4 separate regions of the Mus musculus genome follow, and regions 2, 3 and 4 are each linked to region 1. A link is a contact called in public promoter capture Hi-C data. All regions are on one chromosome and are shown on one strand. The core of a region is the stretch at or near the end of the contact, and the rest is flanking DNA. Distances in the headings are between cores, read along the strand shown. Region 1 holds the start of Il1rl2 (interleukin 1 receptor-like 2). Region 2 holds the start of Rpl31 (ribosomal protein L31). Region 3 holds the start of Tbc1d8 (TBC1 domain family, member 8). Region 4 overlaps Rfx8 (regulatory factor X 8).

What was found. Promoter capture Hi-C pulls out the DNA fragments that hold promoters and counts their contacts.
Region 2: a contact with region 1 is called in a promoter capture Hi-C map of liver, with 3 times the contacts expected there. The contact joins the promoter of Rpl31 here to the promoter of Il1rl2 in region 1. A contact is called at or near these places in 4 of 39 promoter capture datasets (cranial neural crest, liver and pre-B cells).
Region 3: a promoter capture Hi-C map of pre-B cells shows a contact between it and region 1, with 3 times the contacts expected there. The contact joins the promoter of Tbc1d8 here to the promoter of Il1rl2 in region 1. A contact is called at or near these places in 2 of 39 promoter capture datasets (liver and pre-B cells).
Region 4: a contact with region 1 is called in a promoter capture Hi-C map of cranial neural crest. The contact joins the enhancer-like site here to the promoter of Il1rl2 in region 1. A contact is called at or near these places in 3 of 39 promoter capture datasets (the 3T3-L1 cell line, cranial neural crest and embryonic stem cells), 1 of 115 datasets of contacts at active chromatin or transcription factors (pancreatic cancer cells) and 2 of 9 other capture datasets (liver and macrophages).

The regions. Positions count from the first base shown.
Region 1 is chr1:40,321,508-40,327,355 of GRCm38.p6, reverse strand. It overlaps Il1rl2 (interleukin 1 receptor-like 2), which reads right to left and starts at 2,767. Exons shown (of 11, transcript NM_001356478.1): 1 at 2,607-2,767; 2 at 798-867. The coding sequence starts at 861.
Region 2 is chr1:39,365,283-39,371,130 of GRCm38.p6, reverse strand. It overlaps Rpl31 (ribosomal protein L31), which reads right to left and starts at 3,280. Exons shown (of 4, transcript NM_001252218.1): 1 at 2,876-3,280; 2 at 992-1,117; 3 at 65-177. The coding sequence starts at 2,982.
Region 3 is chr1:39,476,401-39,482,248 of GRCm38.p6, reverse strand. It overlaps Tbc1d8 (TBC1 domain family, member 8), which reads left to right and starts at 3,502. Exons shown (of 20, transcript NM_018775.4): 1 at 3,502-3,809. The coding sequence starts at 3,683.
Region 4 is chr1:39,685,345-39,691,192 of GRCm38.p6, reverse strand. It overlaps Rfx8 (regulatory factor X 8), which reads left to right. Exons shown (of 15, transcript NM_001145660.1): 6 at 992-1,102; 7 at 2,543-2,620; 8 at 5,585-5,698. Among named protein-coding and RNA genes, the nearest start is that of Rfx8, 33 kb to the left of the region's middle. Within about 2 kb of position 3,667, at least 39 of the 459 cell types and tissues checked have an H3K27ac peak or open chromatin away from gene starts, as enhancers often do. A contact at or near this core is called in pancreatic cancer cells, where this site is marked.

The DNA of each region.
Region 1 (5,848 bases), core at 1,518-4,017:
AAACAATAAAATAAAATAAAATAAAATAAAATAAAATAAAATAAAGGCAGAAAACTGGAGTCATTATTCTTTTTAGGGAATATTTTGCTCTGGTCAATGTGAAATTGCATTTAGGAGTTTGTTTATTTGGGGTGTTTCCCCAAACTAGCCCAGTCATTTAGAAGCATAATGCTAAGACCTTCAAATGTATAGTGAGGACAAGGCTTCCCCAGGACCCTCCACAGAACCACGGCCCCTGTGTCTGTATCTGTTCACTCTTCTGCCCTTAGTCTCTGTCTCAACATAGAACCAACCTGGTCGTTTTCCTGCCTATACTTGCAGTCAGATGTATCCTCGTTCCACAGTGCTTGGTTCTAAAGACAGCTTCCCTTTAAAGCCCATTTCTACCAAGTTGGGTTTTCTTAGAAACTTGTACTCTCTGGTAGTTTTGGACCATAAAATAGCCCTTTATATGAAATAGATGACACTAGTAGCCCATCTGTTTAAGCATTGGAACTGAGTCCACTCGAGTGTTTGAGGACTTCTCTGTATCACCTGTTAGTCCAAAGTTCCAAGGTGACATTTGGGGGTTGAGCCTCCAAGAAGTTGGGAATGAACTTTTCCTATCCCTCCCTCCCCGCTCCCTTTTTGACCGGCCTGCCAGATTATCTGGTGGAAAGAGTGACTAGCAAGGTTGGGGCTTAGTTGATGCCCCTGCAAGTGGGTGAGTCAGGGGCACGGAGATGAATGACAAAGGATGCTGCTGGCAAGGCAACAGGTCTCTGGGATACAAGGACTCACAGACCCGCAGAACTTACCTGCTGCCACGAAAAGCAGAAGCAGGAAAAACACCCCACAGAAGAGCAAAGATGTAACCCCCATCTCAGGCTACAAAGGAAAAGAGAGGACAATGGTAGAAGTAAGGGATGCAGTGAGGCTGGTACCTTCCCGCACACAATTTTAGAGAATCCAGAATGTCAGTCCCAGTTCAGGTCACTGGCCTTCCTTCCCCTCTGCATGGGGAGCCCTCCACTTGGCCTCCCTCCGTTCCAAGGCCAGCCTTTCCCCATCTCCATTACACCAGACCTTCAGAAGCCAGTAAACGCCGACTGGCCTGTGAAGGGGACTGGTGGGGAGTTGGGAGACAGGGCCAGATGTGCTGGCACTTGGATCAAGCCAGGGCCAGGAGACTGAACCCCAGCCAGAGCAGACTGTGGACCCGCCCAGCGTGCATCTGGGATCGCATGGGTCGGAGGGGCTCCCCTGTAACCCTATGTGCTCGCTGGCTGAGCGGTAAGTGCTGGCCCACCTGGAAAGGGCAAGGGAGAGCAGGAATCCCAGAGTTTGACCCAAGTCCCGGCCCACTTTCCAGGTCGGAGTCTTCTAGCCGCCCCAGTGACTATTGATCGCTAACTCCCTCCGCTCCGGCTGCCCCGGGCTTGCTCCACCTGCCTATGGGGTCTCAGAGCGCTGGGTCTCGTGGAGCAGAGCGGGAACCACTCTGGGGACCGAATCCTGGTTGGTCACCGCACTCTGCACCTTGGGCATCGCTTCTCCGCCGCGGGCGGAACAGACTCACCTTCCCCAAGTGGAGCAGGACAGAAATAATCCGTCCTTCGAAAATCGTTCAGTCTTTTTTTCCTGATCCCAGGCCAGCACGTTCATCTATCAGGAATGTCGGCTTAAATATGCTCCAGATCATCGCTAAAAATTATTATATCCTTTCCAAACACTATCTGAGCGGTTCTTACACACCCAGCACTGTCCTAAAATGGACTATTCCAGAGGTGGAAGCGCTTCTGAGAAAAGGCATTAACCCCACCCCAGCCCCGTCCTCGTGCCAGATCTTAGGTAAAGCAGACTCCCGACAGGTTGAGCACCGATACAGTCAGTCTAAACTTGCCATAAAGTAATGCTTGCTCGGACCTGTCTTCCTGCGCCAGAGACACTGGAGACCCCACTAGGCACTGAGAAGAGCAGTGGCGGCAAACGCTGTCAGACCAACAGCTTCTTAGTGGGCATCCCTCGGAGTCTTTGTGGATTAGAAACTGTAAGACTTTGAAAACAACCACAGCGTCAGTCTGACTAGCTGTCCCAGGTTCACAAAGTTAAGATGTACACGTGTCTGTCCGAGTACTGTCCCTTGGCAGAAGCACTCTGCCTTACAATTCTGGGATGATCTCTGTGTTGAGTAAGTCTGCTGATGCATGAGGAATCAATCATTAGTTCTGGATACAGAACAGATATGGGGATAGTGAGTTTTCAGGGAAAACAAAAACAAAAACCACGACGTTAAGCGGAATGAGAAACAGAAGAAACGTCCTACCTATACGGAAATTAAACAAACAGGAAGCTAAGATGTAGAAGAGAGATTACAGGGGTGGGTGGATGAAGCCGGTGAAAAGAAGCTGGGTTCAATTAGTGCGCACCAAACCCCAGTAATATATAAAATTAAGACAAAACTGATTGAAGTTTTAAAAATAAAAACACAAAACTATCACGTGTGTGCACGCAGAACCTCCCAGAGAACTACGGAAGGAACTGAGACTGTACTCACAGAGGTCTGAAGGACAATTTCAGCTTTGTTTGGAGTGGCCAGAAGAAACCCAGCTTTGGTAGAAACTTACTGACTTCAGTCTCCTCTGGTGACCCCCCTCTTCTTCTCACTTTTGTATCTTGAAGTGTGTGCCACGCAGTTGTCAAGGGCCACATAATTCCAAACAAGCTGTGTCGCGTAAGCAACAAACATCAGAAGCCATCATCTCCCAGCTTCCGGTCTCTGTCCGCCCAAACCCAAACTCCCAGTCTTCAGCTTGGTGCTTATTCTCTCCCCTCCCCCTCCCTTTGTGTGTGTCTGAGTGGTGTGTGGGGGTGGAGAGCAGAGAGGGAGAAGCAGGAAATTCCTTAAGCAATGTAAGATATTCTTACATAAGATTTCCTAGTCACTGTATAAAATTTACTATACTGTGCACTTACATAACTTACTTTTTAATAAAAGCATTATACTTGCGGGATTTAAACATTTGAGGTGTGGTCCTTCTCAATAAAGGCTTGCCCCATCCTGTGAGCATGAGCAACCGACGTGTCTCTCTCCCTTAGCCATTTTGGTTGTCCCATTTTTTTTACGTTTTGCTAATTATTATACATAATGTTGCCGCGACAATCCTGGCAATGTCTCTTACACGTCTGAGAGAAGCTCCTGGATCATTAGGTAGGTGTGCCCTCGTCTGCGTTGGCAAACCTCTGACTGATTATTCCATGACACCATTCTCTAGAGAAGGATTCTGATGCCCCATGTTCTTGCCAAATATTAAAGGCATCCGAATGTGTCCGATGGCACACTGAGTGTTGGGAAGACAGCTTAGAGACATGAGCCCTTCAACAGCTTGCCACCATGATTTTCTGGTAAATAACATTTTTTTAAAAGAGATATTCAACTATTAGGAAGCACATAAGATATGAAATACAGTTAGGAGACAGGTGGAAAGAATATGATAAGGCACAGCCTTTCTCCTGAGCAGTGGCCTGGAGCCCAACAGGTAGATGTCTGGGGCAAGAGCTCTCTCTTTCTACTTTTTACGTTTTATTTTTACTATGTTTAATTATGTGTGTGCATCTGCACTGGCTATGTGCATGTGACTGCAGGTGACCATAGGGTCCAGAAGAGGGTGTCGGCTCCCTTGGAGCTGGAATTACAGGTGTTTGTGAGTTACCTGATATGGGTTCTGGGGACCAAAGTCTGATCTTCTGCAACAGCCATTTACATCCCTACAGAATGAACCGTCAGTACAAAGTCTCTGAAGGACCGAGTTTGGGACACTCCAAAAAAAAAAACTGAAATGAAGGGAGAGTGATTGCCACACAGCAGAGGGGAGAGCTGGGTAAACTGAAGTATGGAAGTAGGTGTGGCTAGATCACATGGGGCCTGGGAACGACAATACAATGGCTGCCATTATTATAGGCAAAATTAAAAGATATTACAATGTTTAAATCAGGAAAAATATAATCTCACACTAATTCCTCCTCACCCCGGAATTGGTACCCTTACCACTAAAGACAGCCTAAAGCGCAAAGCACTAAGGGAACAGCACAGGTTTTCAAACCAGGTGCACATAGAGCTGAAGAGGAATGGCAGGGTGAAGGCATGGGGGCGGGGGAGTTGCATGGGGAAAGAGTAGATCTAATAATACACAAAGGCAGGGCAAGTCGGTGTGTGCTACTGAGCTCATGGCTGCTGTGTTCCCCTGAGACACAGAGAGTGGGGGTTAGGGCCTAGACCAGCAAGCCCTTCTTCAGTAACAGGGGAGAGAGAGAGAGAGAGAGAGAGAGAGAGAGGGAGAGAGGGAGAGAGGGAGAGAGAGAGAGAGAGAGAGAGAGAGAGAGAGAGAGAGAGAACCAGGAGATCAGAAGATAAAGAGGATAGAAGAGAGAGAAGATTTAAAAAAAAAGTTTGGGATCTGGAGGTCTTGTACAAGCTATGGCTTGAGCCAAGCAAGCTTATTTAAAAAGTACAGCATTATTTGATGTACAACTTCCAGGGGAGAAATGGGGGTGTCCAAAGAAGCTACCCGACAACGGGACAAAGTCAGCAGGAAGCTAATCAAACAGTGTTGCAAGAGAGGAACACAGGGTTTCTGGAGAATACTATATATAGGCCATGCATACAATGGCCTTGAGACTGATAACCAATAACTCCATACAGTCAGAAGAGTTGAGATCTCAGGATCTGAGGTCACAGCTCCCCCCAAGGCCCTGGCCCCAGGTCATTACCAGCTCTGACAAGGTATTTCTGATTTGGAGAGGAAGCTCTGTCCGTCTCCATATTCTAGGGCCAACAGGTAGATGTCTGGGGCAAGAGCTCTCTCTTTCTACTTTTTAAGTTTTACTTTGACTATGTTTAATTATGTGTGTTCATCTGTGTTGGCTATGTGCATGTGCGCCTTGGTTGCTCAGTCAGGCAACCTCTCCACAGATACCAGAGGAAGATACTCCCTTTGGCCTTTCTGTTTTGACCTATATGGTTATGACATAAATCTCAGCACTTTCTCAACTTCTGTCTAACATGAAATTTAGAGACCCACAAACCATACATTGGGGTAGAACCTAAAATCTGGATATGTGTTGGGTAGAGCGGCAAATACATGGGGTGCCGCCTGGTACGATAACCAGCACCACAGAGCCTCAGAAGTTAATGATTACTGTGTGATTCTTTACAGTCACAGCCACGAGTGCACACATCCAGGAGTCCTTTAGCCTGGGCTTGAAGAAACCCACTGCCTCCAAGAGCTCCCACTACAAACTAAAGTCCTATTAGCAAATCATTTCCCCTTCTAGAAAAAGGAAGCCTGGCAGTGTGGCCTCCGTCAGGAGTCTTGTTCCTCTGGGTCCATAGAAAGAGGAAGCTAGTTTTCCAGACGGCTGTCCATCTATCTAACCTCGTTATGATTCCTCGATGACACTTCTCTTCAAAACATATAACTAGAGGTAGAGGTGCAAACAGATCTTCAGGATACTCAGCCAGTAGTCAGTAGTTGATGTCTCCTGGTCTTTCCAGCCTGGCAAGCAGGAAGCCATCTGCCCTGACACTTTCCAAGTGGTGCTGGCTCCTAGTCACAGGGCCCTGGAGCTGCTGGCAAGTTCTGGTGCCAACCAGTGCTGCAACTCATTCTGCTTGTACATTAACACCCTAAATCCTTATCTACTCTTGATGCTCCTGGGGCTACCTTTTCAAACTTAACTCGGACATATGTCCTTATCAAAAATAAAAGGACTTGCATTTATTCCTCTCCAATGTCATCTGCAGAAAGAAGATGGTTAGAAAGGGTAACTAGTTATCTGGGAGTTAGAGGACCTGGCTCCTGTCTCAGCA
Region 2 (5,848 bases), core at 2,031-4,530, 960 kb after region 1:
GAACATAGTTAAGACACACATCATCTCACATACAATAACTCCTGCGGAACGCTGGGATACTTACTTTTGAATGTGGTAACAGGCACGTAAGTTACCAGCGTGTAGAGCTTGTTTGGGGAATCCTCATCCTCATTACGTTTTCTGGACAAGCGTACTCGGATGCGATATGGAACGTTCCTAATAAAAATGTGTTGCTAAGGTCAATGCTTCCGTCAGAAACAAGGCAGTTTCTCACATCTATCCCTGTTCCTTGTGTTCTGGCAAACAAGCCTCTATGACCTTGAAAACACCCAGGTGAATGAGCAACAGGCCAGTCTCAGGATGTGTCAGGCCTGTTAGGATGTCAAGGCAGTCACCAACAGTAACCAATTATTCTTAAGCAGACAGAAAGTGACTGCCAACAGATAATAGCCATTAATTCAAATAAAAGGTACACACAACCCTCCCCCTTCAGAAGCCACATAGCTGACTTATCTCCTTCCTTCGTAATCTTTGGAGCTGCTAGGTGCTTATTTAGGCCCCAGATCTCTACAAACTTCTCCATGCTCTCGTGTACCACCACTCACCGTACCTCAAGGCAGATACTGCAGTTCTCTGTTGGATAATCTAATACACCTCAAACCGTATGCTTATGATAGCAGCTGTACCCCGCCCCATCTTACTTAATCCACTTTCAAGGGACTCCCCAACCTCGGTGTTAATCCCCTTATAGGCTACAGGACATGACATATATCAACCCTTCTGGGCAGCAGAACACTCCTTCCCAGGGAGGCCAACACCTTAGGCTCTAAAGCACTGCTTTTTCCTGCAGCCAATGGAGCTCTTCCAATACTGCTGTCTCCCTTACAACAGAAGACACAAGCTTAGCCTGAGGCATTGTCCCAGTATCTTTTCTACCCTACATCTGCTAACTGAACTCTCAAATGTGACACACACACACTATATAAGGAATTGGATAAGCTGTCATCACTGCACCAAGTAACTTCAGTACCTTATTCCCTTGGCCCAGACGGCTTTATTGAGCCTGGTGTCAATGCGCACATCTGGTGTCCCCATTTCCTTCATGGCAAACTTCCGAATTTCTTTGAGTGCCCGAGGAGCACGCTTCTTGAAGCCCCTAAGGTTCAGAACACAAGCACATTAAAAAAAAAGTCAAAAATTATATATGTAAATGGCATGCCATCATGAAACGAAGAACCCTCTGGCCAAGCATGAAATGTCCAGCTACTAGCATCAGTACTTAAGATGTAGGGGTAAATTCCAAGCATCCTATAGTTCAAGATGTCCCGCTCACTTTCCCAGAGTATCAGTCACCAACCAGGCCTGCTCACAGCAATCCTGAATGATGGTCCTGATGATCCAGCGGTTAAAAATATCTGCTCTTGCAGATGACCTAGGTTTGATTCCAGCACCAATGTGGAGCATACAAGCATTCAGGCAAAACACTCATACAAAAGGAAGACAAAGTTCTGTGGAATTGAGGCAGGCACTCTCCTATGAATATAGCCAGGGTACATGATAGAGGGCTATTAAAAAACAAAAAACTTGAACCTTTCTAGAGCATGGTGCACGCACCAATGATCCCAACATGGAGGCTGGGTGGGAAGACCTCAAATCCAAAAACCAATCAACCAAAAAAGCCCAGGTCTGTTCAACACCCGTCAAGTCCACTCCAAGTGAGACAAAGAGCATCTGCTTTCTCTATTCTACCTACCCGCAGCCTGTCTCTAGTGCCCAGACAACCCACTTCACAGCTAGCTTGAAAAAAACTCACGCAAGCAACCAGTCAGGTGGTATCACTTACAAAGACCAGGAAAGAGATGGAGCACTGAGCAATCTCAATGTTATGGTTAGGGAATTGGAAAAAGTGGGGCTGCCGCAGTCAGTGAGTAGATCTCAGAGGGCAGACCTAGCACTGGGCTCAACTACTACCCGAATGAATGAGACAGGGAAAGCAAGGAGTGGAACAAAGCAGAGGCTTGGTTTACACCACAATGGGGACCAAGAAATTACCAAAGAATGAAGGAGGCTAGAGATTCTCACATAGGGCCTTATCAACAAAATACAAAAGGCCTGGGGGGGGGGTACGACTCGCTTCTACAATGCTCTATTCAAGGCTGCTTTTAAAGAGTACCTTTCACCTGAGAGCGACTCTTCCTTCCACATACTGGGCAACACCCACACCACCTTTAACTTGTGGCCTACTTTCACTTTGTCACAGGCCTAAATAGTGCTTCATAGTGCTTAATATGCCCAACCATAGAGGAAGGAACGTGGCCGACCACCAGCAGTATTCATACCGGGCAAAGACCTTGGGGCAACCCACTAGGTGCAGACACACATTTCAACCCGGCAAAATCTCTCCGAAAATACTAAACCATCAAGTCCAAGAACTCAAGCTCTAGGGCTGGAACGCAAATGCAGATAGGTCGTGTACAAATAAGGACCGCAATCACTCTCTGTAACCGCCACTTTACTACAACTTGCCCCGAATTTGCACAAATCTGTATAATCGGACGACGAAAAAAAAAATCGTATTTCGCACTTGAGGTAGTAACCGGCCACTTTCCTGCAGCGTACAAGTCACTGACTTTCCTTTTACACGTCCGGATTACCAGAACTCACGTTTTAGCACCACCAACCTTCCCCAAGTCTAACCGCTCCCTCAAACTCCATCACAGCCTCCAGTCTCCATTTCCTAGCCGGTTGCCGTGCAAGCCAAACCCCGCACACCTTCCACGTACACACAACCACACCGGAATAAACCCGCTTGCCCTCTAGAGCACCCAGTCTGTAAGCAAGGCTCGCGGGTGACAGCCCAGCCCGGCCGGAGCCCGAAGGGGGTCGCGGGCCACACCGCCCGCCCGGTACTCACACTCCATGGATGCGCTTGTGAATGTTGATGGTGTATTCTCGGGTCACCACCTCGTTGATGGCAGAACGGCCCTTCTTCTTCTCGCCACCCTTCTTTGCGGGAGCCATCTAGACGCAGGCGACAGGGAGGGAGGCTCTAAGCAGGTAGTGGGAAAGCCCAAGCCCGAGCTAAGGTGCACCCGTACCCCGCAGGCCGTCCTCCCACCGCCCCGGACCGCAGAGCCTCCGCGCGGCGCGGGACAAACCCCACCGAGCCTGCCCGTCCCGCGCCGGGCGCGGATGGCGCCGGATTTCAGAGCCGCGACCCCGCAGCCATACTCACTCTGCCGGGCCCAAGTAGGAAAGGAAGGGCGCGAGGGTTTGTGGGAGGGAAAGTCGCGTAGCCGTACAACTTCCGGGTCACGGGGAGGCGAGGAGGAAGAGGTGTGGCGAGGGAAGTTAGGAGTTAGGCTGGGGCGTAAATACAGCGCGCGTCAGGGGCGGAGCGAGCGGCATGGGGCGGACCCAGGGCGGGCCCAGGGCGGGGTCGATCTTGTCAGTCTTCTTGCAATCTGCCTTGAGCAGTGGAGGTGCGGGATGGGATTTAAATCCCAACCCGAACCCGGATTCGGAACGCCCGGCCGGGAGGGAAGATACTCCAGTTTTTCGGGTGCACTCGCTCACTCACTCTACGTTTGTTTAATCTATTAGATACTGTGCTTGGCGGAAGGTCCCCGGAATGACCGAGACGACAACAAAAGAATTTATTTTCCAAGTCGAAAATGCCCACGGAAATGCCAGGCACGTCCGTAGAAAATAGATCTCCGAATCTAAACATGTCCGAATAGCCTGTCTATTGGAGTTTCAGCAATGAGCAAGTTTCAGGATCTCACAGGCAAGAAGACAGGCAGGCAGAAACTCCACGATCTTACAAGGAACCTATGTCTCTGCCTCCTTTGGCTAAGGGATGCTGGGGCCTTTGGATTCCCCAAAGGTCAGACTTGGGGTGGACAGGCAACTGCTCTCTCTCTCTTAAGAAAATAGTGTCCACAGCCACGTGTGGTGGTGCACACCTGTGATCCCAGAACTTTGTGGGTTGAGTTAGGTGATCAGGAGTTCGAGATATCCTTGACTGTAGTGGGCTAAACACGCTTGACAATATCTGATGACTTCTCAGTGGGGCTAGGAGGAAAGGAGCAGACAGGCTCGGTTCTAGTTCTTAGAGAATCCAAACCAGAAGGGGTTCTATGGGAGTGCTGATTGGTACTGGGGTTGAGCTCAGAAAATTGCAACGCAATCTCCCAAGCAGAGCCACTCAAAAATAATTTAAAAGGAAGTCTGGAGCGATGCATTCAGGAGGCAGAGCAAGAGGATGCCAAATTAAGGACGGACTACACAGAGGCCAGTCTTGGCTACACAATGAGACTAGATCCAAGAGTAAGGGGAGGAGAGAGGGAAGGGGAGAGTAGAGACTGAGGGAGGGAGAGGGAGGAAGGGCTATAAAGAGAATATGAAAATGTGAATTTGGGATCTTTAGCAAGAAGACAGAGGAGCCCACTAGTCAGAGTGTGCTGACTTGAGCAAGAAATGATAATTAGTTATGGTTAATAAATAATGGTTAATTAGAAAAGCTGAGTTTATAAAAGGCTGTGAGTTCCTGACTTCATACTAAAAGTAAAACATGAATAATTTAAGGAGTCAATAAACTAGACATATCCGTCCACACATGATTAAGCTAAAAAATCAAAAAGGAAAAAAAATTCCCCTGCCTCATTTCTAATGAGCTTTTCTACAGAAAAGCAAGGCTATTTATCTCCATAATATGAAGTCCATCTGAGCACTAATAGCATTTCTCTAGATGACTCAGATTAGATTTTTTTCAGTATATTACTGGCTGACTTTGAGATCGTCAAGCTACAACATGAACAGAAATTAAAGCCATTTTATATCGCTAAATTTTTACTAGGACATTTTGGCAAGAGTGCAAAGTCATGACTAGGAACTGCTTCACTTCGCCAGGTGTGGTGGCACACACTTTTAATTCCACAGTGGGAGGCAGAGGCAGGTGGAGCTCTGTAAGTTGCAGAACAGCCTGATCTATATAGGGAGTTCCAAGCCAGCCAGAGCTACATAGTGATACCTTGTCTAACAATGACAACAATGTTGTTTGTACAAGGGGATTTTAGTTGTTAGAGACAGAAGGTGTTACAATTTTAGTTTGTTTGTAGTATCTTAAACTGAGGTCACATTCAATCTTGACTCTTGAGCCAAGACACTGTACTTTTCCAGACAGTATGATCATGGTTTTTCTGGGACACAGATGTAGTTACAGAATGACCTTTTAATAAGCAAAGATAATGAATGAAGAGGTCAGTGATTACAATTCCCATGATGCATGCATTTAGTGGAAAATTACACAATTATAGGTTTTTGAGCGAACCCAAATTTTGAACATGTGCACAATTCAGGCAGAGTTAAATTAAATTAGGAGCACAGCATACTCCACCCTCTTTTAATGACTTCCAGATAGACAGCCTTAGGAGAATGAATACACTGTGTCCATTAACAATCTTGTTCCACTTAGGAGTCTAACCATCAATTAAAGTATGACTACAATTAAACTATAAGTTTGTTTCCAGAAAAACCCAATCTCTAACCCTTAGACAATGCTAGGGTAAGAGAAAAAAATAGGTCAGAGTTCCATACAGACTTCATGTTTTTAGGGTTCATTTCAAGTTCTTTCCAAATGTTCCTCTTGGTGAATGAAAAATATTTCCTGCCCACTCCACCCCCACCCTCAGGATAGAGCAATCAAGGGTACATATCTATAGCAACCTCATGGTATCCAAAATGGATCCTAGCTAGAGAACCAAGAAGGAGCCATCATCATTTTACAGAAGAGGAGAAATTACAGACCTGTCTATCTTAATAGAGCCCTAGAAGGAACTTTAGCTTCATGCAGCCAGCATCTAGGTGGCTCCTAAACCATGAGCTC
Region 3 (5,848 bases), core at 2,253-4,752, 850 kb after region 1:
TAACCTCATCTGACTAATTATATCTGCATGCATCCTATTTCCAAGTAAGTCACAGTCTGGGGTGCTGGGGGGCGGTTAGAGCGCCAACCTAGACCTTTTGAGGGGTACAATCCAACCCAAGATAACACCATGAAGGGGTGATTAGCACCCAGAGGTGGCTGACAGGAGGATGCTGTGTGTGCCTGTGGATGTCTTCTTCCCCAGTTCCCCTGGATCTCCTTCCTTGTTCTGTGTCTGGAAGGCTGAGCTCCTTAGAGCGCCCTCTGAGTGTTTCTGCCTTCTATTGGCTCCTCTCTGACATAGGTGGTGGTGAAAGGCAGAGGCAGGAGACTCAGAAATGGGAGGAGAGGTAAGCCCCAGGAGCTTCTCTCTGCTCCCCTCGAGTCAAGTTAAAGAGTAAAAAATGTTTTAAATCACGCGTGTCTCTGTGGGTTTGTTCATGGGAGTGCAGTGCCTAGAGGCCAGAAGAGACTGCTGGATCCCTGGAGCTGTCTGAGTGCTGGCAACCAGACAGCAAGAACAGTAGTCTTGCTTCTAACCACTGAGCCACCTTTCCAGCCCCTACTTCTCTTGCTTTTAACATTTGACGGGGAAGCGCTAAATAATTGCAACCTGAGTGACTGTGGATGGGTCAGGAGATTTAACATTCAATCAGAACCACTGATAATTCACTGGGTGTGTGTAGCAGGTCCATCTGTTTTTTGCTGCTATCACAGAATACCACAGAGTGAATAATTTATAAAGACTAGAAATGTGCCTCACAGCTCTAGAGGCCAAGGCAGCCAGGAGCCTTTAGCCTTGACTTTGTGGCAAGCCTATGTGTTTTTTTTTTTTTTTTAAAGCTCTAGTCTAGCAAAAGGTGTTCTCTAGAGCTTTCTCAACCTGTTTCTCCAGCACCTGAAGATTCCATTTGTGCATCCCCATATCTTCAGCCCACGTCAATTTTCTGTGTCTGTTTTCCCATCTGTGAATCTCTAGGGCAGGTGTATAATAGTTTCCACCAAGATTAAAATATTCCATCCTGGGGCTGGTGAGATGGCTCAGTGGGTAAGAGCACCCGACTGCTCTTCCAAAGGTCCGGAGTTCAAATCCCAGCAACCACATGGTGGCTCACAACCATCCGTAACAAGATCTGACGCCCTCTTCTGGTGTGTCTGAAGACAGCTACAGTGTACTTACATATAATAAATAAATCTTTAAAAAAAAAATTCCATCCTACAGGGAAGCTCCTTAAGCAGGAAGGTAAACAAATAGCCTCAGGAAGGCCCTGAAACCGGCTAGAGTCACACCACCCGGTTCCACCCCCACCCCCACCCCCCACCCCTGCCAGCTACCCTTTCCTGCCAGAGTAACAATAAAAGCCAAGAGTCCCTCTCAGATGCAGTAGAGCAAGGCCACAAAGAAGACTCTTAAGCCCAGACCAGCTAGTTCCCTGGAAGAAGCAAAAACCAGCCAGCCCATCTGCCTGGAAGAGTGTAGACCAACCGAGGTACCTAGAAAGGACACTCTCCTGCCCTCAGGCTGTGCACTGTGTTTCTGGTTCCCAGCTTTGTGAGCTGTCACTCATGCTGGTGTGGGTTTTGGTGAGGCAGCTGTCTTTGAGTCATTTCTGGTCTTGTAAGTCACCTCTCACCCATATTCCTGTAAGTAACCCCAAGAAAACTCATTGGTTGACCAGGTTGGACTTTGGTGGCGTCCACACTTTGGTCTGTCATGGGATCGGTATCTGAGGTGAGTAGACATGTGTGTTGCATTTTCCCAGGAAATATCTTGTTACACAAAAGCACTAATATCCAATTCACCTCTATGGTTCTGGCCCGAAGTGCTTCAGAGAGCAAAGGGTGCCTGGGAATGTTTCGTGAAGGAATCTTTTCTTGCCACCCATCCCTGACTCCTCTGACTCTGGTGTGGCTCCAAGCCTGTGATTGTGGCTTATAAACTTCTGTTTTCTTGAGAAGATGGTTGCCTGTGGCTGGCCAGTGTACCAGCTTTCTCAATATCTCTCTTTCTTCTTCTTCTTCTTCTTCTTCTTCTTCTTCTTCTTCTTCTTCTTCTTCTTCTTCCTCTTCTTTCTCTCTGTATTTTTTGATTGGTCTGCAGAGAAATGGGCTTACTTCGTGGTGACATTTGTATACAACATGGCTCTAAAACTTGCTTATTTTCCCCTCCACCGTCCTCCCCATCCCCCAACCTCCCGTCTCACTTTGCTTTCTACAGGGCTACTGTCTGTTGGATCTGACCAGTTTCTGATCCTCCCCCAGGACAGCTTCTACTTTCCAGTTCTGTCCTACTTAACAACCACATTTTGTCCTTTTGTCAAAACCCAGGGACTAAGGGAACCTTTCCCCTCCCTTTGGCTAAGATATCCGATCTAACCACCTCCCCACAGAGAACACGTGGATCCCTTTCCCTCGGCCTTTTTCAAGGACAGCTAACATGTCTACTCTAGCCTAGAGAAAATATTTATTTAAAACCCTGTACTCACATGCCCCGTGGCTTCTCGTTACTATTACCTGCTCCCATGTTCTAGTGGGTTTGTTTTTTTCTTTAATGTTTTCTCAGAATAGACACAAGAGCCTTATTTTTTTCCGGAGAGGACCTGCAGGGGTGAGTCTCATAGTGGTGCCTTCTAGGTCCTATGTCTCTGTAAGACATTCAGTGTTCAGTATGGTCTGCTGCTGGACTCAGGTTTCTGCGTTGCCACCTCTCCTATAGCTTCAGTTGTATCCTTACAAAAGCATGAAAAAATATTCTGTAAGAGAAATAATAAGTGGGGGATGTCAAGAATGACTCCTGCTGCCAGGCCTGATGACCTGAGTTGGATTCCCAGGGTCCACATAATGGAAGCCAAGACTGACTCCTCAAAGTTGTCTTCTGACTTCCACGCGCCAAACTGTCTCTCGTGACCACCCCCTCCAATAAATAAAATGTAATAAAGAAGAAATGTAAATGTTTGAATTAACGGAAAGCAATTTCTCTGACCCTCTCCTTGCTGTATATATGGACTAAAATATGTAGCATTCTGTGTTAATTTAAAAAAAAAATGAAGAGCGCAGCATTAAAAAAAAATCCAGATACAATTGTCTCCAATTTTCAGTGTTAGCTTTTGGTTATTTGAAACTTGAACACACTCCAGTTTACTGGCGTGCATTGTGCTCTTTAAGGTTAAGACTCTGGGTTGGGCAACCTGCAGCTTGGATAACAAGATGTCTTTTCCCCCTAGGTCCTTCCTCCAGCTTTTAAACAAGGAGCGTGGAGACAACTTGCGCAGTTGCTCGCTTCCTACCGGGAAGGAGGGAATTCGAGACTCGTCCGGGACTAGAGGGAGGAGACCTGGCAGTGGCTCCGATTTCCTCCCGCCACTCCGGAACCCTGGCCGGGAGCCGCAGAGACTAGGAAACCAGGGAGGCGCCACTGGAGCCTCGGGGAGGGTGGAGGGCGTGGCTTCGGGGGTGGGCGGGACCGCGGCTGGTGGGCAGGGTCTAGCCGGGGCGGGGCCACGGCAGGCAGCGCGGGGTGAGCCCGGCGAGCTGTGGTCTCCGCGCTCCGGGGCTCGGCAGGCGCTCCCGCTTCTGTCTCCGCGCGCAGTTCCCGCCGCCTCCTTCCAAGCGGGCTCGGCCCGGTGCGGCCGGCTGCTGGGGCGATGTGAACCGGGACCCGCAGGCGCGGCAGGTTCGCCGCGATGTGGCTCAAGCCCGAGGAGGTGCTGCTCAAGAACGCGCTGAAGCTCTGGGTGACCCAGAAGAGCAGCTGCTACTTCGTCTTGCAGCGGCGCCGCGGGCACGGCGAGGGGGGCGGCCGCCTCACCGGTAAGGGGCGCGCGCGGCGGCCCGGCCCGGCCTCTGTCCCTGCCGCCCGGCCGCGTCGCAGGTGGTGTCTCGGTGGCAGCCGACGAGGCCAGGACGGCCCTGCCTATGGCTTGTTTTCCTTTTTCCTGCGTTTCTCACGCGAGCTCCGGTCGGGCTTGGAGCTCAGGGACCCACGGGCCGAGAGAGGCAGGTGCATCTGGTGTGACCTGGCTCGCGAACGCTGGAGACGCAGCTTCTAGAGCTTGCCCCAAGGCAGCGAGATCGGGGCGCCCTAGGGCCCCGCCAGGTGACAGAAGGGTGCGCCCAGGCAGGCCCGGACTTGGCCATCTGGACGCAGCTGTGGCTCCAGGTGGTGTTGCAGCTGCGGACTTCAGGCCAGATCATCGGGAGGTTCTAGAGATCCAGGACTTTCTGGCCCAGGAGGCGGGGGCTGTCTTCGCTTCGAGGGGAAACTGAGGCACTATAGTTGCGTAGCGAAGTTAAGCATGCCGCTTTTGTTTCTCCTTTCAATGTCTTCTGTGGAACGATAGGACAAAAATACGATAGGCTTTGAAGTTGTCTCCAAGCAAGGCATTTTCCCCTTCTAAAAGTTATGGCTCAAAGCTGTTAAGAGATTGGGATCAGCTCGCGTTATTAGCTAGAGCACCTGCTCAATCAGGGAAGGGGAATTGTCGTGTTTTGCCTAGGGGGTTGGAATGATTCCTTTGGTTAAGGAGCCACCTCTGGTAAAAGGGACTTCAGATGATGGTCCTTTCATAACCTTCTACTGAATGTCGCTGAGGGGGTCAACAGACCTAAACGGTGCGCTCGGGTTAATTGCTGGTGACTGTCTGCACCTGGGCCAGTCTGGAGACGGCCCTTTGGGAGCAGAGTCTGGTTGGAGAAATGAGGAATATGCTTCTACCTAAAATCATGTATTTTAGCTTCAGGAAAAGCTAGCAGGTGTAGGGTGGGGTCAGGGTCCACGATGACAACCGAGACTCTCCTGAGAATTCAGTAGTGGGTAGGAGACCACAGGATTCTGGTTGAAAGGGTTAGTAGACAGTGGAACGTTCTGGGCAGCTGAGTGGCCACGAACCCCCCTGAACAGGGACAACTTGTGCAGCAGGTGGGCTTCGTGGGGGTGGGGGGAGAGTTACAGTAGAAGGAAGGGGGCCTTTGAGCCCTTTGTGAGGCCCTGGGTAGCACCATGGAATTTAGTGTTGGACTGGAGAACAAGAACTTGGTAGCATCCTGCAAAGCTCAGTAGAGGCCAAGTGGCCTGAGAGGGCTGTGTATGTACAACACTGGAGACGGTGGCTTAATTGATGGTGGATTAAGTAGAGTATCTGGTGTATTAGTCATCTGTTGCAGAGGGTGACGGTAGGACAGGAGACTTGTAAACTGGGAAATAGGGAAACAGTTTGTCCCCCCCAGACACTTTTGCTGCTGCCCACCCACCCACTTAATCCACTGAGCCTCTGGGGTGTTTGATGGGCTTACTGCCTTGGGAAGGAATCAGTGGGACAGGTAAGTCAGGGCCTGCAGTCTTCAGATTATTCTCCATCCAGCAGGATCCAGATGTGGAGGGCGGAGCTGCCTATCAGTGCTTCGTGAGCTTCAGAGAGTTTATGACTCAGATGTACAGAGATCATTTGTATACGAGTTCAGTGGTGTGTTGTGATAGCCATGGCTTTGGACTTCTCTGGTGTTTCCTTTGTCTCCATCCTGTGAATATGTGGAAACTTCTCTCTTCTCTTGGAGACACAGGTTACAATGTATAATCCAGGCTGGCCACAAATTCTTGTTCCTGTTGCCACAGGCACATGCCACCATGCAAAAAGAGAAATGGAAACAAGGAGAAAGCCTATGGAGAGAAGATACTTTGTTTCTTAGATGCCCTTTGCAGTGTGACTGTTGACCTTTGAACATTTATTGAGCAACCCCACTTCGGGTACTCCCCTTGAGCTGGTCTCCACTCAGCCACACAGGACTGCCACCCAGCAGCTCTGGTCTGGCAATTGTTGGAAAATATGGAAATGCAGTGGGCAGATAATAGC
Region 4 (5,848 bases), core at 2,418-4,917, 640 kb after region 1:
TAGGAACTGAGGAAGCCACGGCTGGGGTGTGAAATGCTGACCCTGAAGCTGCCAGAATTCCACAGCAGAAGTGAGCAGATGGTAAAAGGAGAGAGATTAAAAAGTCTCAGTTCTTTGTGGCTGACTTTGCATCAAAGTGCCATCAGTGGGACTCATGGCAGCCCACTGAAAGAATTCCAAGGAAATCTTTCAGAAGTCCCGGAGAAATCATTTCAAGTAGAATTGTGTGCTCTGGCCCTAGTGGGTCCCTCTTCTGCCAGTCAGCACTGTGAGGAGGGCCCGAGACCCTTTACCCTTCCGGGTTTTTTTGTTTTGTTTTGTTTTTGTTTTTTTGTTTTTTTGGGTTTTTTTAGTCTGAAATTTGTCATTCAGAAATGAAGTCAGTAACCTGCATTTTCCTGTCAGCCCAGGGTTCCTGACAGGACAGGACTCAATTTTATTTCAGGGAGCAACGATTCAACAGACGAAGGTTCTAAAAATACATAGCAACATCAGGCTGCTCATAGATGATATTTGTATTGCGCATGATGATTCTTTTAGCTCTTGACTGTAACTCAGAACTTTCCACCACCACCACCGAGAGTGATATGTTTGGGCAACATATTAAAGCCTAAAGCCCTCCCTTTTTTTTTTTAACTTTTTACAAAACAGTATTTTTGGTTTGTTTGTTTGTTTTCTCGAGACAAGGTTTCTCTGTGTAGCCCTGGCTGTCCTGGAACTCACTCTGTAGACCAGGCTGGCCTTGAACTCAGAAATCGCTTGCCTCTGCCTCCGGAGTGCTGGGATTAAAGGCATGCGCCACCACGCCCAGCTGTAGTGAACAGTATTATAGGAGCCATTAACATTGTAACAAAATATGAGGGGAAGTTGCAGAAACAACACCACATTCAAGACTGTGGTAACTTTGAGTAACCTGTGACTGCAACTTCATTTATATGCCAGGGGATGCATTTTATTTTAAAGAAACAATCATGGTATAAATGACTTGCAGTGTGAAAATCATTCACCAATAAAGAAGGACCCGATGGGCTCACCTGTGTCTCCATTCAGAAGATGTCCGGTCTGGGAACAAGAGCTGGCAAACAAGTACTCCTGTAAGCTGGTAGGTCTGTGCCCCGAGGGGTGTGGGTCTCACATCAGTGCCCTCTTATTCCTCCTGTGGTGTGGTCATTGCCCCGGGGAACCGCCTCCTTACTCTCAGACCCAGGAGGGCCAGCATTCCTCCAGGGCCTGAAAATGGATGTCTTCCCTCAGAACTGGTGCCAGGCCCCCTGGGACTGCTGTCTTTCCTCCTCTGAAGTGAGGGCTTCCCCATGAAAGAAGGGACTAGAAAAGGGAAGCAGACCCCTGGCTCCTCTAGGAACTCGGGTGGCAGCGTTCAGGAACCCGGGTGTCAGCCGTCGGGGCCTTTGGAACACTGGTGCAATCACAAGCAGGTGCTTCGCCAGCTTGAGGGTCAGAACTCAGAACCCATCAGCCAGGCAAAGTTGAGCACAGAGGTACAGGTCTAAAGTCTCAGCGCCACAGTGGATCGCTGATCACTTGCCAGCTAGCCTAGCCACAGTGGTCCCAGGTTCAGTGCTACCCTGTCTCAAGGAATGAGGTGAAAGTGATAGAGGGGACACTTAGTGTCCTCTTTGGGCCTATGTAAGCACACACAGGCATAACACACACACACACTACCACCAATACCACCACCACCACCACCACCACCACCACCACCACCACCACCATCATCACCAATCCTCAAAAAGAGGAAGTCCACAAGATGGCTCAGCAGGCTTACCACCAAGCCTGACAGCCTAGGTTCAATCCCTAGGACTCACACAGCAGGAGAGAGCCTCCTCTACCTCACATATGTGCTGTGTCATGCATGTTCCCATATATACCCACATGCGTGAATGTGACCTCACACATGTGCTGTGCCATGCATGTTCCCATATATGCCCACACCCATGAATATGACCTCACACATGTGCTGTGTCATGCATGTTCCCATATATGCTCACACCCATAACTATGACCTCACATATGTGCTGTGCCATGCATGTTCCCATATATATCCACATTCATGAATGTGACCTTATACATGTGCTGTGCCATGCATGTTCCCATGTACACCCACATGCATGGATAAATACATACAAAAATCCTTTAAAGACTTTAAGGGTGGAACATTATAGATGAAGACACTAGATGTCTGCCTCTGGCCTCTGCACATGCATGTACATGTTCACAGACATACAAGTACACATACACACAAAACACATACAAAAAAAATATTACACACCCTCAAAAGTTAGAGTGCTAGAACTGACCCTGGCAGTGTGTGAGTGACCACCGAAAACCGGAAGTGCCATGAGCTGTCAGGAGGTTGTGCTGACTCCATGCACACAGCACAGGCCGGGTGAAAAGCCTGGCTACTGTCACTGTCACGCCAGAGCTGTGACAAGATTGTCCCTAGAGAACCGATCCCCTGGGTCTCTCAGGCTGATTGTTTGTGAAGGCCCAACAGAGGAGCTAACACTCATTGCCTTCCTAGGTGGTCTTTCTTGCTGATGAATACTGCAACTACTGTCGAGACATTTTACAGAATGTGAGGAACCAAGAACTGGAGAAGGTAGGCTTTTATCTATGAAATACAGGCACTTATGACCGGCTGTCAACCACTTAACTTGATAGGACCCCTCCAGGGACAGCAAGAGCTAGCCCATTGCATCAAACAGCTCATCCAGCTGGTCTGGTCACCGGTGAGTTCTGGAAAGTGGTCTTGTCTCGGCTTAGTCATTTGGAAATTCTCAGAGGTTCTGATATGGGTGTCACGATGCTTGAAGAGCAGATTCAGCTCTGCCTGAGTAGAGTGTAGGTAGTAATACCGACCTCTTCCCCAGTAATGCCTGCCACATCATATCAAGACATGCCATGGCAAAGGAAAGGGACTCTGAGGCAGGTGATCGATCCGGCACGGATGGGTGTTGCGGATTTTATTGTAGAACTGGTGACTGCTCAGTGACACACCACCTACCTATAGTGACCACCTACCTATAGTGACCACGTACCTATAGTGACCACCTACCTATAGTGACCACCTACCTATAGGGTGACGCTCTGAGGTCTCCCCATTACACAAGGAGGGGTGTAAACTGAATGTGGGAAACACATTTTTAAATTAGAGTTTATCTAGCCTATTGTGAGCCTGACTCGCGTGCGGTCAGAGGACAGTGTTCAGGACTCAGCTCTGTCCTGCCAGCCTGTGGGAATCAGGGATGGAACTCAAGAACCCATGCTTGGCAGGACACACTGAGCCATCCGACTGCCTGGACTTTACTCCTCTATGTATGAGATAAGAATCCAGAGAAGCAAGAGCACATTCAAATGGGAGCTTTCCTGATGCTTCCGGTATCTAAGCATTTCAGCTTTGAGCGGCAAGGCTCTCAGCGTGAGCACACGCGCCGTGGAGCCGGAGTGAAGCATGGCAGAGTGGGAGACACCAGTGTGCCCCTCTCTGTCTCTGCAGCATCGTGATGCCAAGCCTCTCACAGCTTCCTTCCACTCAGCAGATACTTGCTTAAATCATGTCCCGTGACAGCTCTGTTTCTGGGACTAGGAAGTCATTTTCCACAAGGCTTGAGGAATGTGTAATTTGGTAATGAGGGGAACAACGTTACACAGTAAGGCTGACGAGTCCTGCCCCTGTCCGTTAGTCACCCCTTCTCGACTGATGTGTGTCAGCAACTGTTAACTCCCACAGAATACCCGAGATAAGAAACTTAAAACGCAGGGATACTGGCTTTAATTTATGGTCTGGGGAATTTTGGCCCATGTCTTCTTGGCACTGCCCTCCAGTTTGCATCTGTGAAGAGGCAGGGAGCAAGCATCAGAACAGCCTGTTCCTCCTGGGCGAGACACTGAGAAAGAGGAAGAGCCGGAGGTCTCACCATCCTCTGAAAGCTCACAGCCCCAGTGGCCGGGATGCTGCCTACTAGGCCTAACTCCCAAATGTGCCACCACCTCCGATTAGCACACCAGCCAAGGACCACACCTTTAAGCAGTGGGCCATGGGGAAACACTCTAGATTCAAACTATAACAATTATTATAAACAAAATGCCTAGGGAGGGCTTCTTTATAAAGAGAAAAGTTTATTTTGGGTCACAGTTTTAAAGGTTGAAGGTCTAAGGATGATAGCTTTCTTGTTGGCAGCCTAGAGCAACACAGGAGCTCGTGTGCGTGTGCATGTGCGTCTGTCCATCTGTCTGTCTCGCCTTCTTATGGAGTCATGAGCATCCAGTCATCAGGCCTCTACCTCGATGGCCTTCTGTAATGCAAGGCAGTTCAGTCCAGGCAGTCACAGGATCAGGTAGAGGGAACACACTGGAGAAACACTTGTGTTTCTTACTCACTAATGAGCAGGAGCAGGGAGCTTGGAACATGGGTAGCCAACCAGGCTATGAGTGGACAGCTTTCCTGAATCTACTTGGACAAGTCTGTCAGTGTTCCTGACACAGATCCCAAGTCATGGTCCTCCTGGTGGCTCTCACTACCTGGCCAGGAATCACTTCTGGCCTGGGGTTCCTGGATACCTTAGAATGTCCCTGCCCATGGAAATCCCACAGGACAGGAGCCTTATGCTAGAGAAATGGCTCAGTGGTTAAGAGCACTAGCTGCTTTTGTGGAAGACCTGAGTCCACTTCCCAGCACCAGCACGGTGGCTCACAGCTGTAACTCCTGCTCTGGGGGCTCTGAGGCCTTCTTCTGACTCTGTAGGCATGCACACACGCGAGCACATACAGAATTAATAATAAACCTTTAAAGGAGGTGGGTGGTCTTTATCAGCTGGCAGCTGCCAATCTAATTCAAAAATTGGAATCTGGAAACAGGCAAATAAAACAGAAAAAGAAGGAACCTGACTTTTGGCCCCTTGATGTGTCCCCTACTTGATCTCTGAGAGGGGCTCATGTGGCTTCACAATTGGTGCTGAGGAGTTAGGCACGAGGAGCAATACTCTTACTTTTTTCTTTTTTTTTTTTTTTAAGCTGGAAAAAGAGCAAAGTGATCAGTCAGCCAGCCAGTCAGTCAGTAAGCTTTTCTTCTCAACCCTTGATAAAGCCCCTGTAGCCTTCATCTTATGGTAATCAACCAGGGCCCTCTGGTGGCCAGAAACAGCTTTCCCTGTAGGAAACACCCTCAAGGAAGTAGGTTTCCTAGTGGAGGGCCAAGGCAGAGTGATCTGCTATGGTTGCTAAAAAGAGGTGTTTCCTCTGGAGAGATGGTCCAGAGGTTAAGAGTGGTGACTACTCTTCCAGAAGACTCAGGTTCAATTCCAAGCACCCACATGGTGGCTCACCACTGTCTATAACTCCAGTTCCAGGAGATCTGACATCTCATACAAACATAAGTGCAGGCAAAACACCAGCGCCCACCAAGTAAGAAGAGTAGTTTCCAAACACAGCCTGTGAAGCTGATATCATAACTTTGCATGCGCTGGTGTGAGGCCTTGCCATGGCCTGTGGGGTCACTGACTATGAAGGGCTGAGGCCCACAAGGCACAGCCTGGGTTGCTGATGATATGTTCTGTCACATTAGGTGGAGGATTTAATCACATCCTTCTGGAAATCTCGGCAGCAAGACACAGTCATGCTCATGTCTCTGCCCGACGTGCGCCAGCTCTTAGGATGCTATGACATGCAGCTGTATAAGGTGGGTGGACCCTTGACTCCCCTGGGCATCCCTTCCAGAAACAAATGCCAGTACTCAGGTGAGAACAACACCCCCAATATACACCAACACAGAATAGCACCCCCAATACACACTAGCCCAGAACAGCACCTCCAATATATACCAGCCCAG